Linked DNA regions of Anser cygnoides: region 2 is linked to region 1. Evidence: chromatin contacts called from public Hi-C data. All regions are on one chromosome and are shown on one strand. Each heading gives the region's core, a stretch centred on a gene start, on an enhancer-like site or on the middle of the called end of the contact. The rest is flanking DNA. Distances are from core to core; before and after follow the strand shown. Region 1 holds the start of RELCH (RAB11 binding and LisH domain, coiled-coil and HEAT repeat containing). Region 2 holds the start of ZCCHC2 (zinc finger CCHC-type containing 2).

Evidence for each region. A called contact is a pair of places that touch in the nucleus more often than the background predicts.
Region 2: a contact with region 1 is called in a Hi-C map of liver, with 9 times the contacts expected there. The contact joins the promoter of ZCCHC2 here to the promoter of RELCH in region 1. A contact is called at or near these places in 2 of 7 Hi-C or Micro-C datasets (both in liver).

The regions. Positions count from the first base shown.
Region 1 is chr2:82,437,812-82,444,399 of Taihu_goose_T2T_genome, reverse strand. It overlaps RELCH (RAB11 binding and LisH domain, coiled-coil and HEAT repeat containing), which reads right to left and starts at 3,544. Exons shown (of 30, transcript XM_066992522.1): 1 at 3,183-3,544; 2 at 2,914-3,180. The coding sequence starts at 3,405. PIGN (phosphatidylinositol glycan anchor biosynthesis class N) reads left to right here and starts at 3,658. Exons shown (of 29, transcript XM_066992524.1): 1 at 3,658-3,752.
Region 2 is chr2:82,579,698-82,586,285 of Taihu_goose_T2T_genome, reverse strand. It overlaps ZCCHC2 (zinc finger CCHC-type containing 2), which reads right to left and starts at 2,703. Exons shown (of 13, transcript XM_066992532.1): 1 at 1,596-2,703. The coding sequence starts at 2,561. LOC106039942 (a long non-coding RNA gene) reads left to right here and starts at 2,839. Exons shown (of 4, transcript XR_001209581.3): 1 at 2,839-3,413; 2 at 5,182-5,262; 3 at 6,264-6,416.

The sequences.
Region 1 (6,588 bases), core at 2,295-4,794:
GTTTGCAGCTGTGACATATTGCTGCTGCAAAATGGAGGGGTGTTTTTTTCCAAAAATACAGGAGATCCTAGTCATCTGACTATCAACTGCTTTGTAACCAAGCGCTCTGAAGCACGGTTCAGAGATGAAACAGCTTCTAAGTCACTAGTTGGCCACATGATGCTAGTTCTTTAGCTGCTAGGATACTTCACTAAAACCTCTTTGTAGTAGTCCATAAAGAGAAAAGGGAAAAAAGCCCAAGACTGCATATATTATATATATATATGTGGTTAGCACCATATATACATAACCATATAACCATATTTTAGCTTGCCTAAAACACCAAGAGCTGCTGATGAACAGTTGCAGTGAAATTCTCCCATTGTGCATATGAATGCATATACAGTGCAAAGCTGCCCATAGCTCAGTGGAAATCCTCAGGCAGCATTCCAGACATGCTTCACATTCAGTGCCAGTCACCTTTTCCACATCCACTCAGACTACGGAAAACCTCAGCATACAACCAGAGTCACCTAACTTGGGAGTAGGGGATAGCAGGTGCAGGGCCTATGCTGAGAATGAACTCTGACTTTAGGCATCAACACTTTTTCTTTACGCTGAACACACGTGTTTTGTTTTTTTTCCCACTGAGGCACAAAATTCAAGTGACCTTGAAATGTCAATCATACCAAATTCTACTACCTTCTACATCAATAGTTTCTACGAAGAAAACTGCAGTTTTATGCTCAAACTCATTTTGGCATATTAACGTGAGAGCAGGTAGCTGGAATACCCACATATGAATTCTCTGCAAGTCTGCACGATTGCAGGAATAACAGACCACCTCTCAACAGCTTAACTTCACAGCTAACTTAGGAAAACACGCACTCACTGCTGGATTAGACCTGTGGTTTATTTATCTGATCAAATACAATACCAGCTGCTGAAGAAGAAAATGAAAAGAATTCCTGCAAGGACCTTACAATTTTCAGCCCATCAATCTTCTGCAATCAATTTTAACATTTGGATATTGGCTTAAATTCAGAGATATGAGTCCTTCTCAGTTCTCGTTAACATTAACCAGGCTCAGGCTGAACAGCACCGACGCAAATCACCAGCTCTGCACTAGATCTCCACATCTCAACAAATCTGATGACAAAAAAAGTTCGAAAATCTACTTGAGCTACGCAAAAATACATTTTTCTCATTGTTCTGGATCTGACACCTGTCAACGTCAGTCAATGTTAATTGTCTTTTGAAATGCTTTTGAGACAAAAAAAGCACACAACTTCTGTTATAGACACTGGATTTCAAGACACTTCTATGTAACTTTTAACCTAAGGTCTACCATATCTATTTTTACCATGCCTCAGTATTGTTACACTGCTCCAAAAATACATTTTAGCCCCTCTCCTCTCCTCACCTCCTTCCCCCCTTGTTTAATAGTTGCATCCTGCTGCCATGCATTCTGCAGGTCAGCACAACAACCATAAAGATGTTCTCACATAAACGTACATTGCTGTAGAATGCCCCAATTTCTGGGGTGTATAACACCACTTACACAGGCTGCTGTTCTCCTAATCCTACTGGAGTATGTACATCATCAACAACTGGAAACAGCATATCATGTTCGCATAGAAAGGAGAATGTTTAGTCAGTTGGATGAATTGCCTGGAAGCCCCGAGAAAGCTGCTTTTAAGGAAACAGAAGTTTTTGCTGGCCCATGGCCTTGAAGCATGAGCTTCTTCCAACGTTCACCAATCTTATCGTGAAAGCAACCACACTGAAGCTCTCAGTAGGACAAAGCCAAGTATGAAATTCTAAGCATTTGTAAACAAGACAAGCAGCATATAAACAACACGGCAGGAATTGAAGAAAAATTCCATCCAGTTTTTAAAATACATTGAAAAAAATGATAAAAGCTGAAAGCCTATGTGCCTCCTACAATCCAAGTCATCCAGATACCACCAGTTCTTTCCAATTTTTAAGTCTGACTGCAGGTCTTTGCAACATTAGAAACTTTATTGTAAAGTAAACGGAAGTATAGGACTACGTGCAGAACGCCACTAGGTATCTTGGAATATATGTATAGATAACCCTTTCAACAGTCTGCTGAAAAGAACAGCGTTCATTTCAGCGCTGGCCAGGAGTTCATTAGGACCTCAAAAGTCAGGTGGCTGGGCAACTTCTCTCTCTCAGTGCCACTTCCATTAGCTACCAGGTTTTTAAAACTCTACTGTTCTCAACAGCCGTATCGTTAAATCACACAAGTAATTCTATTCTAAGCCATCTGCTCTACTACTAAAACCTAAAAGCTTTTAAGGCCAGCTATGCCACACCTTTTGAAACACCCTCACCGCTTCCAGTAGGTACGCTAGTCCAGTATACTTCCCCCCATCCCAAGTGGTGATCCCCGAAACGGAGAGCCCAAGACTGCAAGCGCCTGGAAAGCCTGGCAGCACTGGTTATCGGAAACACTGCGCTAGTGGTGTGCGACCAGGCAGTACCCGCGGAACTGAGGCCCACCCTTGGGCGCCTAAGCACCGCGCTGACAGGAACACCGCGCGGGCTCCTGACAGCCCGTTTCTGACAGCTGTTACGTGACCCTGCGCAACGTGCTCTGGGTGACCCTGCCCGAGCAGGCGGCCGGACCAGGCTGTCTCGGGAGATCCCTTCCAACCTCAGCCATCCCGTGAGACTTTAAAGGGATGGGTCAGGGGTTTCGACAGCCCTTTCGCCATGCAACACACGCGTTCCTTCTTGAGGGGAGGTACTCGGGAGGGCACACGAGGCCCAGGGCAGCCCAGCACCCATCTCAGGAGCCACCTCAGCTCCTGCCCCGTGCCCGGCCTCCGCCGTCAGGCCGAGGCTCCCCGGGACCCGCGAGCAGGACGGGGGCAGCCCGGCCGCCCGCCCCGTCCCCCCGGCACTTACTGAGCTGCCCGGGGCCGGGCTCCCTGCCGCCGGCCGCCCCCAGCACGCTGCCGGCCAGGCCTCCCCCGGCGCCGGGCGGCGTGCCGCTCTGCCTCTCGAAGTTGCCGGGGTTGGAGAAGAAATCCCGCAGGCGGGGCAGCTCGCGGCCGCTCTCCAGCAGCTCCGTGTGCAGCTCCAGCGCCGTCAGCAGGAACTGGTCCCGCAGCAGCTGCGCCGCCATCGCGTCCATCGACACCCGCGGCGGCTCCCCCGCCGCCCCGGCCCCGGCCCCGCCCCGCCATCGCCCGGCGCCCCCGCCGCCCGCGGGCCCGCCGGCTCCTCGGGGCTGCCCGGCTCCTCCCGCCGCGGCTCGGCCGGCCCGCCCGGCTCCGTGCTGCTGCTGCTGCCGCCGCCGCCGCCGGGCCGCCCGCCGCCGGGCTCGTCCTCCTCCGAGTCGCTGAGGAAGGGGTTCACGCTGCCGCCGCCGCCGCCCCCGCCCGCCGCCGCCGCCATCTTGCGGCGCGACGAGACCGCGGCGGGGCCCGCGCGGAGCCGCCTCGGCGGGGACGGGACCGGGGACGGGCCCGCCCCGGCTGCTGCGGGCGCTGCCGCCGGCGACGCGAGGCGAGGCCCTCCCGCGCGCCCGCCCGCCCGCCGCCCACTGCGCTCCGCAGCCCGCCCCGCGGCCTCTTCCGGCTCGCCGCTCTCGCGAGCGCTGCCCGCCCGACGGCCCCGTCCCCGCCGCCTGTGGGGGCGTGGGCGGGGCTGGGGGCGTGGCTTGCGGGGGTGGGCGGGGCTTCTTGGCAGCGGGGGCCGCGGAAGCGGAAGGGGATCGCGGCCGGGCGCGCGGCGGGAGGCGAGTGAGTTGTGGCGCCTGCGCAGTGCGCGCTGCGGGGAGCGGGGCCGGGGGACGTGGGAGGGGAGGGGAGGGGAGGGGAGGGGAGGGGAGGGGGGGGGGGGAGGGGAGGGGAGGGGAGGGGAGGGGAGGGGAGGGGAGGGGGTCAGGGCTGGGCTGGGCTGGGCTGGGCTGGGCTCTGGCCGCCGTCAGGGTTGGGAGCTCCGTCCTCACTGCTCATGGAGTCCCTCCCCAGCTCTCCTGGGCCCCCTTTAGGTACTGGAAGGCTGCTGTAAGGTCTCCCCAGAGCCCTCTCTTCTCCAGGCTGAACAACCCCAGCTCCCTCAGCCTGTCCCCGTAGGAGAGGGGCGGCATCCCCTCTGAGCATCCCCACGGCCCTCTGGGCTCGCTCCAACAGCTCTCTGTCCGTCCTGTGCTGGGGCTTGTTCTGCACGTGTCCTGGTACAGGCCCGTCAGAATCACAGAATCACAGAATCATCTAGGTTGGAAGAGACCTCCAAGGTCACCGAGTCCAACCTCTGACCTAACACTAACAAGTCCTTCACTAAACCATATCACTAAGGGCTACATCTAAACGTCTTTTAAAGACCTCCAAGGACGGTGACTCAACCACTTCCCTGGGCAGCCCGTTCCAATGCCTAACAACCCTTTCAGTAAAGAAGTTCTTCCTAATACCCAACCTAAACCTCCCCTGGTGCAACTTTAGCCCATTCCCCCTCGTCCTGTCACCAGGCACGTGGGAGAATAGACCAACCCCCACCTCGCCACAGCAGGGACACCACTTGTCACCGCTCTCCTCTTGGACATAGAGCCATTGACCGCAGCAGCTGTCTGAATGCAACCACCCAGCCAATGCCTTGCCCACCTGGTGGTCTGGGGGACAGAGGATGGGATACAGTTTTTTTAATCTTTTGATCATCCTATGTACCTTGTGAGAAAAATCTCAATAATTCAATGAAGAAACCCTTAGCCAAGTTCAGCTCCAGCAGTGCCTTTGCTTTCGTGATCCCCTCCCAGACCTTATCCCTGTTATCTTCTCCGGATTTGTGTCCCGCCTCCACTGCCTGTCGATTTTGGTTTTGTGTTTCAGTTTGGCTAAGATGGCCCGACTCAGCCAAGTTGGTCTCCTGCCACCCCTGCCAGACTTCTTGCGTGTTGGGATTGAGAGCTCTTGTGCCCTATGAAAAATGTCTTTCAATATTTCTGAGCTCCCATTCATTCCTTTATCTCTGGGGTCATTTTCCCAAGGGATCCTGTGCACTGGTATCCTAAGTAATGAAAAATTTGCCTTTCTGAACTTTGGGGTCTTGATTCTACTTTATGCCTGTCTCATGTCCCTCAAGACTGAGAATTAGTCAGAGTAGTAAAAAGCTTTTTATCTGGAAGTATACCATTCTCATTAAAATGATGATGTGAAGGTGTTACCTGGGTTGTGCATCTGACAAGGCCATCTTTTGTTACGCTCTGCCTTCAATATGTGTTCATACTGAAGGAAGTTCAGCTCACTGGAAATAATGCTGAACAGGGTCAGCATTACTTTCTCTTCTGTTTCTTTGAAAACATCCTCTTTCAGTTCCTGCTACGCTCGTAGGAGTTCTGTTAGTGTCAAGCTGATTCACTGGGAGTTCTGTTGGTTGCTTTACTGAAAGCAAAACTGGGGTTGAAATCTCTAATGGAAGAGTGGCCAAATTTCAGGGAGGCACAAAGACGTGTTTCTGAGTGTTTGGAAGTGACCATTCTGCTAATTAATTGAAACCGTATCAAGACTACCTATAATCTTATTTTACTGGGCCTTACTAGATATAGGAGTACTTAGTACCATAACTGCAAACTGGTTAATTCGTGTTCTATTAGTATGCTATAAAAGAGTGGTACTCCCGTATTTAGTTTACATACGTTTTCCTTAAAATGCAATCAATCTGTCCTTTAATAAACTTTTTTTTTTCCAATAATATACTGATTTCATATTGTGTATATCATAGGAAAAGAGTAGGGGAGTGTGAATGGGTTGTAGCATAAAATGAAGCGGCAGTATATTGAAAATGGGATTTTTACTTAGATTACAATAAAAATAAGAAAAGCGTTTTCTCTTGGTACTTTGGTGGAATCAGTGTGGTGGATTTCGTTAAGGAAATCTTGTCGCTTTCCTTTCTGGAGAGTTAAAGGATGCTCAGTGTGAACTTACTAAAAGTTGACCTGCTTGTGGTCTTTTTCCCTTTTTTCCCTTACTGATGTCCTGTAGCAGCCTCTAGTGGTGATCTGCGATGTTTACAAGTGATTTGAAGTTTAAAGATGGTTTAAACAAGTCTCCGTTTCTTTTAAGGTATGCGATGCTTCTGGCTTCTGTGTAGTTTTACAATAAGGACTAAATTTTTCTCTTCTATCCTAAAATAGTGCAAAAATATTCCTCTTTTTCAGTACTTCCTAAGAGGTTTGTTTTGGCTTATTAAACTAATTGAAATATTTACACTGATGTCCCTCAGTTGCTCCAAAATACTTTACTGGCACCTAGGATAAGGTTAACGCAGCTGAAGTACATATTCCAGAGCTGAAGAACGTAGGAAGAAAAGTGTGTTTAAACTGCCTTGTGCAATAACAATATGCTTAAAAATAGTTTATTGCAGTATACAAATAGGTACTCTAAGAGTCTAATTTAAGAGACTTGAGAAGAAAGCCTCATAAGAAACATCCATCACCGTGGAGGATGTGTGAGGCAGAAAAAGATGCTGAAGCTTTGGAAACAAGGCATTAAATAAGTTTACTTGATGGAGACATCTACAAATTCATTTATTTTTCTGCCTCCAAAAGGTGTGCATTGTTTCTTACTGGAATTAAAATTT
Region 2 (6,588 bases), core at 1,454-3,953, 140 kb before region 1:
GAACGCCACACGGAGCAGACTGCAATTCCAGTAGTTCATGGGAGCCTGCTCTCCCAGTGCCTTTGGTGGGGCACGCTGAGCACTTAGAGCTGGTGTGCCAGCTTCAGCCAGGAAGCGTGCTTCTAGTTATTAGCACTTCAAACCCAGCAAGGGCAGCGTCCAGCCTTACCGCTTCCTGTAACCCCATCTTCCCCCCCTCTACAGGGACTTGCAGGACATTTTGGGAGAGCTAGACTCGATACAGCTCAGTGAGCCAAAATAAACACTTTTTGGACTTATGCTATGAATTCAGTATGATTTCAGTACCATAACATCCACCCACTAGTTTATGACCTGCCAAATGTGCTTTGGCCTTAAAATGGTACAAGCGTGTACTTAGCATATTTGAAGTCTTAAAAATCCCTGTCTCCTTTCAGTAGTCCTCAAAAGCACATCCTGTCTTTACCAAGCAGATCAAGGGCCATTCCTTTAGAATCACAGCAGTTTTCTGTGAGTGGATGAACTGGACAGCATCAAAAGTAAATTTAAAAAAAAAATGTTTGTACCTTTTTCTGTTAAGCCCCTGACGAATGTGTTGGTTTTAACAGCCTATCTGCATTGTAAGTACCTATCTTCCAGCCCTTTCTTCCTCTTTGCACGAGAGGCCATCTATAGACCAAAAACTGCAGAGCTCCAAGACGATGACTTGGTTGCATAAATATGGGGCGGATTTTTTTTAAAGCAAACATTCACCAAAAGGGCAGCAATGGGTGGCCAGGGGGGAAAAACCCACGTTTAGATATTGCTGCTGCATATGAGAATGCTTCAGTGCCACTCATGGAGAGTCCTCGCTCTGTGACAGCCACCTTCCAGCAACAAGTGGCACATCTGCTTTCAAGATGTGCTCTGCTGCTTCCTGACAGCCACCCAGAAATTAAGCTTTTCTCTGAACAGAAGTTGCAGTTGTGACATTTTAATTTGCTCGTTTAGTAAAACGATTACCACCCCTTCCCAAAGGCCTTCAACCACCTCACGGAACGCGGCTTTTGAGAACCAGCCTCGCGGCCGCTGACCCTTAACTACAGCCCTGATCCTTGCCAAGTCTCATTTTTGGGGGGAGAGAGCAGCTTCCACGTGAAAATTGCCCCAACACCTTCTATTGTTTGGAGCCCCTGCAGCAAGCTCTCTCAGGCCGTATGGTTTCGATCTGGCGTTATGATTATTTTTACGAGTTTAGCCAAGCTGCCGCTTGCACTTCTGCATCGTGCAACTTCTTCAGCGGCCTGCAGCGTACGAGGCAGCCGCTCGAGCTTTACGGGCACTCTGCATCCTACGCTCTAGCAACACGGGGGCTCTAAAGGCAGCGCACCAGAAAGCATGGCTGGCCAGAAAAAGCACCCCCCCCCCCCCCCACTACGTCATACCGGGCAGTATTACGTCACAGCCCCACATTCGCAGCAGGCCCTACAGAGAAGGGGGGCAGGGCTCTCTGGGTGCCCTCTGCCCATCCCACGGGGGTGGGGGGGCTTCGCCTCGGCTCCTAGAAAATCACGGGGAGGGGGCGAAGAAAGGGGAGGGCGCCCAGCGGGAGGGCAGGGCGCGGGGCACGCCGTTACCTGGGCTCGGGGGCGGCCGAAGCCCTCCTCGTCCTGGTCCCCGCACAGGGCCCTCCGCAGGCGCTCCAGGTGCTCCCTCAGGGTGACCCGCTGGTGGAAGGAGAAGGCCGGGTGCAGCGAGGCCATGGTGAAGAGCAGCAGCAGCTCCTCCTGCGCGCCGAAGCCCAGGCCCTGGGCGGCGGGGAGGGGAGCCTGGCCGTTCTCCCCGGCGCCGTCCATCACCACCACCACGTCGTCGTCGTCGTCCTCCTCCTCCTCGGCCGCCTCCTCCTCGGCAGCGCCCGCCGGGGGCCGCCTTGCCGGGCAGCTCTGCAGGATGGAGTCCACCTGGGGCAGCAGGCGGTGCAGGCGGCCGGCGGCCTCGCGGTTCTCGGAGCCCAGCAGGGCCAGGTAGACGATGAGCTTGGAGCGCACGGCCGGGTCGCGGAAGTCGCCGAGCTGCCCGGGGTCGCTCAGCCCGTTGGCCTTGGCCTCCGAGTCGCGGAGGCAGTGGTAGTCCTTGCGGGCCAGGTCCTCCAGGCACGAGCCGAGGAACCGCAGCTCCAGCGGGTTGCACAGGTCCAGCAGCCCCACCATGAACTCCAGCCGCTGCGCCGAGCCCAGCACCAGCCCGAACCACTCGTACACCGTCTCCTTGTCGGTGCGGGCCGCCGCCGCGCCGGGCCCACCGCCGGCACCGCCACCGGCAGCGCTCGGCGTGGCGGCGGCGGCGGCGGGGGGAGGCGGCGGGCCGGGCCCGGGCCCCGTCCCGGTTCCCAAGCCGTGCAGCTGGCTCGGCCTGTCCGGCCCGCACCCCCTCCCCGCGGCGGCTCCCCCGCGGGCCGGCGGCCGGGGCAGCTGCTGCAGCTGGAGGTGACAGTCCAGGGCCGCGCCGGGCTCCTTCAGCCCCAGCCCCGCGGCCGCCGCCTCTTCCGCCGCCGCCGCCTTGTGGCTCGTCTGCTTGAGGGGCAGCTTCATCTTCAGCATCCTCGGCGAGGGGCGGCCGCCAGCGTCCCGCGGGGCCCGGCTGCGGGGCTGGGCGCGGAGGGGAAGGGGACGAAGGGGGGTGGCGGCGGCGCTCAGGCGGAGCCGCCGCTCATCGCCGCCGCGGCCCTGCCGGCGCGGGAGAGGCGCGCGCGGGGGCAACGCTCCGGTGCGTGCCGGGAAACGGGGGGGGCCGGAGGGAGGGAGGGAGGGAGGGGGCGGCGGCTCCCGCAGCGCCCCCCCGGCCGCCGCCTCCTCCTCCTGCCGCTGCCCCTATCGGCGCCGCCGACGTCAGCGCGCTCGCGACCGCGGGGCGGGGCGGCCGTTGGGGCCGTTAGGGCCGCTGCGGGGGGTGTGTGGCGTGCTGAGGGGGGCGCCGCCAGGAGGAAGGGTTCCCTAAGGGTGGGCGCTGTGAGGGCGCTGCCGCCGCCCTGCTCTGTTCCCAGGCCTGCGGGGAGCCCGCAGTTATCGGATTGAACAGCCCGAGCAATCTTGCTTCTTGCTCCGGCTCCCGCACGTTTACATAAAGACGGCGTAACTGAAAACAGAATCGCAAAACCCGTCCCATCACGGTGAAGAACAAAATGTGGCCCGCTAATTAGAATTATGCAAAGCAGCGTCCCTAAACAGCTTACAGCAACAAAGTACGAAGGGCCGCTGCTAACCCCCCCCTTATCTGTCTGTCCGGGAGCTGATTGTGCTGCCATGAAAGAGCCTATTTATTAAACAACCAAGTAAATGTCATGCAGATTGTAATAATCTTGCATGCATCGTTCAGATTTGACACAGACCTTCAGTGTACTCTTCAGTGGTGGTTACAGACTAAACCATATCCTGATTTCTTATATATATTCAGTGAGTACATATACTCACATACATACATTCTATTAAAAAATAAACTTTTAGGTAGTATATGTTAGGTTTATACTTTCCTAATGGCTGCTTTGACCTCTTCTAGTAACACAAATAGACTTGAACCCGATTCAGCTAACTCCACTCTTTCATTACCTTCACAGACCATGGTCACTGCCATCACGGCCTCTTCCAAGGCTTGTGACAGCAGAAATGTAGCAGGGAGCAGGAAGTTGTTCTACTGTTTTCTCCCAGATTGCTAGCAGTTCTTCATCAGTCCCAGAACCAGGAAGGTGAAGAGTAGGTGTAAGAGGTCTCATAAACCCCTTTATTCTTCCATTTTATCTTCCTATGCTGTTCACTGGTTAGGGCCTGGCTGGACCGATGAATCACTCCAAATACTTACAGTTAATAGAACAGTTATCATAATATCCCAAGATAATATTTTCTTACCATTATGAAGCAATAATTCTTGTCTCATTATTACGAGTTTTCTGTTTTGTTTTGTTTCCAAATAAAATCAGCCATGACTATCACAGCAGATATACTAAGCTGAAATCATGGATTTACTGAAACATGACCAGAGGCCTCTACTTTGAACGGCTGTTTCATCTGAATAGAATTTGCAGGATCAGAATTAAAATTGTATGGGTGTTAGAAATAACATTTCTCATATTTTAACAATATGTGATTCGAATAAAACGTGACATAGTTCCAAACAGATGACACCATGGAGGGGGGAAAATGAATTTAATTTTGGTGGGAGGGAAGAAGGCAATGAGAGAAAGAGAAAGTCCACTGAACCATTCATAAGTCCACAAAGGTATGAAAAATTGCACATGCATGAGGGTAATGGTTGAAAGTACACTCCCCAAGTCCAGAAAATACTTGAGCATGTGCCTACGTCCATCCCGATGTGATAGTTCCCAAGCTGATGCTAAGTTTCACAACTAAGCTGAAGAACCTGATTAACTCAGCCCCTTTGTATCTCTGGTTTTCTAATGGTTTAAATTATGATACCTGAGGAAAACAGATTTGCAATATAGGAAAAACAAAACAAAACAAGAAAAAAAAAAAACAGGAAAGGGACTGGTGTGAGAAGGCAAAAAGAAAACAAAGATACTCTAAGTGGGCTTAGAAGCATTTCAGTAGCTCAGGGAGTTGGCAGCAAGAAGAAACAGGACAATGTGGAACAAGGACTCTGAGTATCCAGAGGAAATGAAAGTGAAACTCAGGGCTGGGAATGGAAGAAGAAAGCAGCGGGGCAATGCACGAACACTGCTGTGATACGCTGCCCTTGAGATGTTCTAATCTGATTTTCTTAATAGCATGTTAGAGGAGATGGGAGAAAGAACTGCGACTTCTGCATGATGCATACCATAGACTTGCAGGAAAACAAGTGCAAATCACTCAAAGCAGCTACACACCAGCTAGTTATGGTGCGGTACATATGGAGGGAATAGCCTAACTAGAGCAGCAAGTAAAGATCCCCAATAAAGGTTTGGAGCAGTTTTGCTCACTCATGATTTGCCATTTATCTTATGAGAGTTGGTGTTTTTTTGAGTAGCTTACCTTTTGTGAAACAGGTGATCATTACCTTTTAGTCAGGACTCTCTGGAAGAAAAAAGTCTTGAGAACACGACAATTTGAAATTCACTGAAAACAAAACCTGACAAATCAATATGTTATTACATTGAAAAAAAAATCTTATTGCTTTAATGGTTTTTGAATATTTGAGCTCATTTATTCTTTCCTTTGTCCTCTTTTTCAGGATGAGCTGAACAAGCTTATATTCCTCTGTGCATAATGGGTGCAGATGGGGTCTAGTGGCTTGGAGCAAGGCAGCCTGATGGTATGTGGAAGGGTTAGGGTGTCAGTATCACCTCTAAGGTTGGATCTCAGTCAAAAACCAAGTCAACTGATAAAATGGCGACATTTACTTAGCCATCTTCCCAAACACATAATTTGCAGCCTGATTATATTTTCAATAACGGAAAAATGTATTTAAGTGCTTGCTTTAATACTGATTTTTAAAATCTGATACCATAACTTCCTCTTCAAGTAAATTTAAAATGGTATTGGCAGGAAGTCTTTATCATTTAAGATTAGACATGATGGATAGATCATTTCATGGTACGTTATTAGACAGTTTTGAAAGCTAAAGCTATGTTTAAGGAATGAGATTTTTTTCAATACGCATGTGCGGAATGAAGACATGCATTTTTCAGACTTAATGTACCTAGTGAAATTCAGAAGATGACCCATAGTCCTGATTTCATTTGCACCCTGTGCAGGAATAAATATACTGTATTAAACACAGTTTAAATAGTTTACACATAGCTTTGGATTTAAAGTTACTGGAAAATAAGTTCAGTGTAGGCTGAGGGTGTGTCCCTGGGATTAACATCGTTATGAAAGCCTATTTCTAAAGTCAAAGTTGTTGGTTATTCATTTGCAAAGGTCACCTGTCCCAGGACTCTGTGGCAAGCTGGCCAATAAAGACAATGTTACGAAACACGGTTGCAAATTTCAGTTCACCGTTCAAGGGAAGCTGAACTGAGGCCACAACCCTTTTTTTACATTGCTGTCAAAGGTGAATTATTACTATTTTCAGCTGGATGCAGACGAGAAATGTACGAAAGACTGAAACATTACCAAGCTGCTAAGATTTCAGCTTATGTGTGAACAGAGCGGGCTGCCTACCTGCACGGGGTTCCAACCCATGGTACAAATGGCAGTCTGTATTGGTTTGCTCTTATCCGTGTAAAATAGTAAATAACAGCAAGAGAATTTAGGGAGAGCAAAGAATATACTAGCACTGGGATACTCATATCATTTGCATCTTCTGGCCAGCACTTTCCCTACGCTGATGGAAATTCCACCACCACAGAGGACAGTCTGCATTGATTTGGATCACAGTGATTTGAAGTAAGAATGAATCGTGCTGATGAATTATACATTGTACCTGGAACTGGGATATGCGCAGAAAGCTACTGCCTGATCTAGGTGAGAAATCACTTTGGGGAGAACAAAGTGATGGGATTTCCAAAAGCATTCAGCTTTGGGCTTTCGGATATTGCAGAGAGGCCAGTGACTGCAGGGAATTTCAGGTGAACCATTGCTGTGGGCTTTCACAATGAGCCCATGGACATGTGCATACAAGCAATCTGTGTGCACA